Regions from separate parts of the Mus musculus genome. Here region 2 is linked to region 1. The links are chromatin contacts, called in public HiChIP or PLAC-seq maps. All regions are on one chromosome and are shown on one strand. Each heading gives the region's core, a stretch centred on a gene start, on an enhancer-like site or on the middle of the called end of the contact. The rest is flanking DNA. Distances are from core to core; before and after follow the strand shown.

The links. HiChIP or PLAC-seq counts read pairs in DNA pulled down with a chosen protein or histone mark.
Region 2: an H3K27ac HiChIP or PLAC-seq map of embryonic stem cells shows a contact between it and region 1, with 10 read pairs. The contact joins the promoter of Pdk1 here to the promoter of Platr26 in region 1. A contact is called at or near these places in 4 of 39 promoter capture datasets (cranial neural crest, embryonic stem cells and second pharyngeal arch cranial neural crest) and 2 of 115 datasets of contacts at active chromatin or transcription factors (both in embryonic stem cells).

What each region holds. Positions count from the first base shown.
Region 1 is chr2:71,718,134-71,720,833 of GRCm38.p6, forward strand. It overlaps Platr26 (pluripotency associated transcript 26), which reads left to right and starts at 1,284. Exons shown (of 4, transcript NR_037979.1): 1 at 1,284-1,375.
Region 2 is chr2:71,871,939-71,874,638 of GRCm38.p6, forward strand. It overlaps Pdk1 (pyruvate dehydrogenase kinase, isoenzyme 1), which reads left to right and starts at 1,286. Exons shown (of 11, transcript NM_172665.5): 1 at 1,286-1,627. The coding sequence starts at 1,432.

The DNA.
Region 1 (2,700 bases), core at 34-2,533:
CGAAGGTTTGAAGTGGAACTTCAGACCTGTCTTTTCTTTGGTTGGTTGGTTGGTTTTTTTGTTTTGTTTTGTTTTGTTTTGTTTTGTTTTGTTTTGTTTTCGAGACAGGGTTTCTCTGTATAGCCCTGGCTGTCCTGGAACTCACTTTGTAGACCAGGCTGGCCTCAGAAATCCGCCTGCCTCTGCCTCCCGAGTGCTGGGATTAAAGGCGTGCACCACCACACCCGGCTTCTGTCTTTTCTTTGTTAACCAGATAGATTTTTTTTTTTTTAATCTGTTGAAGTTTAGCTCTGGTTCTGCCTCCCAGTCCGATGCTCCCGGAAATAAGACTCAGACTTAAATTATATTTACAAATACCTTGGCCATATAGCTAGGCTCTACTCTGACTAGATCAAAACTAAAGATACCTATTTAACCTACACTCTGCCACATGGGTGGCTGTGGCTGGTTACCTGTGCTCTGGTACCCCTCCCGCCTCTATTTTCTGCCTAAGCCGTAGGCCATGGATTTTTTAATTGACAGGTGAGGTATCTTGTGTACCTTACACAAGATACTCTCTCCACAAAAATCTAATATTTTATTAATTCTTTGAGACTTGCATACATAATAGAATGTATTTTAGGTATATTCACCCCCATTCCTCTCAGATCTATCTTCATGTCTCCTCCTGTCTTCTCTCTCTCTCTTTTTTTTTATAACATACTGGGTTTTATTTATTTATTTATTTATTTATTTTTGCTGTAAAGAGACACAATGAGCATGTAAAGTTGCTTCATGAAGAAAAACCTTTAATTGGGGCTGGCTTACAGGTTCAGAGGTTTACTCTGTTATCATCATGGTGGGAAGCATGATGACAGACATGGTACTGGAGAAGGCTCTACATCTGGATCTGCAGGCAGCAGAGAGAGCGAGCCACCCGGTGAGGGTTGAGCTTCAAAGCCTGCGCCCAGTGACACACTTCCTCCGATGAGGCCACATCTACTCCAACAAGGCCACATCCCCTAATACTGCCACTCCCTATGAGCCTATAGGGCCCATTTTCATTCAAACTATCATGCCCATTCAGTTCCGTTTATTCTGTCCTTCCAGACATCCGTCTGGGTCATCCACTGCAGTTTGGTCAAACAAAGACCACACCCATAAGAAAACTGACTCCCCGGCCGTTAGCTCCTTAGCTAGGGGTCAGAGTTCATGAGCCCCTCCCACCTCTGCACCCAGCCTTGTCTTTAAAAAGCTCTGGCGTCTCTGATGTGGACCTCACTTTGGAAACACTGACAGAGAGCTTTCAGAGATGCAGTGACTCTGCCAGATGCTTCAGTGTCTCCCAGGAGGCAGGTTTTGCAGTGCATGGAGAGGAACCAGCTGGCAGAGAAAGGTGGGAATGCCATTCTGGGAAGAGAAGCCCAGTGCTGGGGCTCTGGTGACCATACTGTCTCTTCCTGTGACTCTTTGTGCATGTGTCTCAGGTGTTAACCACTCCAGCCCAGAGTGCCAAAGTTAAACAGCCTGGGCTTTGTGGAGAGCTGGGAAGCCGCCTCCTGTGTTCACAGTAGGTTTGGAACTTGACCATGCTTATCTACCGAACAAGGCAGGACCTGTGACTGGCTGCACAATTAGCCAAGATGTTACAGTGCTCCCACAAAAAGAGGTGACAGCAAGGCCAGCCAGGGTGTCATAGGAGAGCCCTGCCTGTGAATAATGAACCAGCGCCGGGCCTGAGCTTGGCAGCCTGTCTGTTAGCCTGTCTGTTAAGACACTGTGAGAGCCTGTTGGCAAAACCTGGCATTCTGGGACAAAAAGCTCAGCCAGAATGGCCTGCTACATTAGACAGGAGACAAAGAAACCTGGCCCAGGCTAGAGGCACTTGCCTTTAGACGAGGCAGTAACATTGCAAGAGACTGTGGTTTCAGCTGCAGTTAGAAGGGTCCCCAGGGTCCTGGAAACCTTGTTTTGTGATGAGACAAAGCTCTGGTGAACCAAAGCTGCCTCTCTGCCCCCCACCCCACCACTACCTGTGCATTAGCAGGAATCCTAGATTACCATGGAATTTAACAGGTACATGAACATGAAGCATGTGTACATGTTGAATAACCATGAGGAAATCTCTCAGGACACACAGAAGAATTACTTGTGTGTGTGTGTCTCAGTATGTGTGTCTGTGTAAGAATGTGTCATGAAGATGTGTGTGTGAGAAAGAGTGTGTGTGTGCGTGTGAATATATGTGAGTGTGTAAGTGTGTATATGTGTTCTGTGTGTGAATATATGTGAGTGTGTAGGTGTGTATATGTTTTGTGTGTATGTGGGTGTCTATGTGTCTATGAGGACGTGTGTGTGTGTGTGTGTGTGTGTGTATCTGTGTGAGTATGTATGTGTGTGTGTGAGCATGTCTCTGAGAGAGTATGTCTGTGTGTGAGTGTATATTACAAGTGTGTGTGTCTGTGTGAATGTGTATGAGTGTGTGCCTATGTTTCAGTATGTTTGTAAGTGTGTATCTTTATGTGTATGTAGGAGTATAAACGTGTATCTATGTGTGTGATGGTTTGTATATGCTTGACCCAGGGAGTGGCACTATTTGGAGGTATGGCCCTGTTGGAGTGGGTGTGGCCCTGTTGGAGTGGGCGTGGCCTTGTTGGAGTGGGTGTGTCACTGTGGGTATGGCCTTTAAGACCCTCATCCTAGCTGCTTGGAAGTCAGTATTCT
Region 2 (2,700 bases), core at 36-2,535, 150 kb after region 1:
AGTTTGTTGGATACAGAATAACAGCTTTCTTTAAAGGGACTCTGATCTAATTTCTGTTTTTCTGTGTATGTTGGGGGAGGGTGGGCAGGTATTTGTTTCTTTGTTTTCAGATAGGAGTCAGAATAACAGGCTGGCATGATTTCGGATGACCTTAGAATTCTCACCTCCCACATTGCTGCTTCCACTTGCAGATCGCTGAAATTATAAACCTGGGCCAACACAATGTGGGGGGGTGGGGTGGGGGGGGTTGCTTTTGTTTTTTCTTTCCTTGTGCTGGGGATGAAACGCAGGGCTTTGGATATGAGCTACATCCCAGACTTCATGATTTGTGTTTTTTCAAAACCCAATAGCGAGCGGGGCAGTGGTGGCGCATGCCTTTAATTCCAGCACTTGGGAGGCAGAGGCAGGTGGATTTCTGGGTTCGAGGCCAGCATGGTCTACAGAGCGAGTTCCAGGACAGTCACGGCTATACAGAGAAACCCTGTCTCATAAAACATAAACAAAACCAAAACAAAACCCAAAAGCGACCAGCATGGAGCTATGAAGTGTTATTCGGTGTGTATTCTACATAATTGATAAACTTCACACGTGGCAGGATAGTTTTCTTGCACCTAAGACACAGCAAATGTTAGGGTAGTTGGATGGGGACTTTACAGTGTTCAGAAGACAGACGTGATTTTCGTGGGGTTAGATATTAAATATGTTCTAATTCTACATTCACTATCTCTATACATTGAAAAGATGGAGCAGGCACATTGTAACTCTAAGATGAGTTAACAGAAAAAGAGCGAGTAGTCTTTAAGTACTGTGGCAATATTGCTTGCATAAAGTGTTTCAACGCGCTCTTCCCGGGACTTTCGTTGCTGTGGAATTCTTTAGAGCCACACCCCCAAGTTCAACTCTTGTACCACTGTTCGGCTGCACCTGCAAATCAAGGGCTTGCATGATCCAAGGGCAATGAGAACAGGCTCATTGCCAACGATCTCGCACAGCCTAGAGCTTTTCCGCTGAGACTGGGAGGGCGGAGGAAGTACGAAAGGGTGCAAAGGGGTGCAACACAGCGCAAGCTGGATCGTTTAAGCCGGGCTCCCACGGCGGCCACTCGCTCCGGGTGGTTTCAGCTGCACCACACCCCACAAAGCTCAGCAGCGCTCCCTTTTTTTTTTTCTTTCCCCGCCTCCGTCCTCCCAGGGCCCCGCCTACATGGGCGTGTCTTTAACCAGGGGCGGTGGCTAGCGCAGCCTTTCGCCCTCCTCCGTGCTGTCCGTGCTCCGCCTACGGGGGCGTGGTTCCAGCGAGGGGGCGGTGGCCGCAGCGCTGACAGCAGCTCCCCGCCCCCGCGGCCAGCCACGTCCCGCACGTAGCGCCCGGGCAGCGGCATACAGCCGCAGGTTGGCGCCCGGAGCTCCGGCTCCTCCGGCGGGGCTCGGTATGAGGCTGGCAAGGCTGCTGCGGGGCGGCACGAGCGTCAGGCCGCTCTGCGCCGTCCCCTGCGCCAGCCGTAGCCTGGCCTCGGCCTCGGCCTCGGGTTCCGGGCCGGCGTCGGAGCTTGGCGTTCCGGGCCAGGTGGACTTCTATGCGCGCTTCTCGCCGTCGCCACTCTCCATGAAGCAGTTCCTGGACTTCGGTGAGGGCGGCCGCTGGGCCGTCGGGCCTCTGTGCACGGGCCCCGTCCTCCCAGGCGCACCCCTCCTCCTCCCTCGTGTCGCCCCCCCTGCGTCTTAGGTGCTTCCTTCCTCCTCGGAGGGAGCGGGCGCTGGAAGGCCGGGCACGTAACAGGGACGTGCGACTATAGTGTGTTTAAAAAAAAAAAAAAAACTACAAACCCAAAAAAACAAAGCAGGGGGCCCGCGGCTGCAGCCTTCCGCGCACGTGCGTAGGTGCGCGCTTGGGGACCTGGTGTCTTTGGGGATGCCTTGCTCAGGTTCAAGGCCAGGGCTCAAACTGCTTCGAGGGTGGTGTTCTGCAGAGGCGAGATCGGTGCCAGCACAGTGGCGATCGTTTGGAGTGGCGTGATGGCTGGAAAACAAGTTACTACTGGCCCAGTGCTTTCCTCGCCAGTGTTTTCACCGAGAGCAAATTCGTTTCAACAGCAGCCAGTCTCAAGCACGTGTAAAGTGCATGGTCTTGTCTGTGTGTAACAGATTGCAGAACTGCAGAATTAGGCCTTTGACTTTTGGCTTCTCATCAGGAGTAATGAGGCGGAAAGGGAAATGCTTAGAATAAACTCTTAACATTGAAATCCGAAAGTTCTGGAGTAGAAAAAGTTATCTTCTGTGTCGTGCTGCCAGGTTATAACATGGTTAGCACGCACGAGAGATTAGTGGTGGGGGTAGGTACTTTATCTTAAAATTGTGGTTTGAAGTGACAGGTGCTTTTCCTTGTGTTTCTTTAGTAAGGGACTATGAAAGGCCCCCGTTTTGTGTGTGTGTTTTGCTTTTATTTGTGAATGCCTGTACTGTGGTGTAGCAATGTTCACCTTGTTCATGAATACGCTATTAAACTTTGGCAAGATGCTTTCCTTAATAATACTGCTACTGTTGACAAGATAGTTTTCTGCTAAGGTTCCATCTGCGAGGTCCACTTAGTTTCAAATGGATTGCTGAAATGTGACTTTTTTAGTTCAAGTGAAGGTGCTTGCCAGGGGAGGGACACTTATCAACTCTTCTGCCAAACATCTGGATTCAAGAGTGGAGGAAG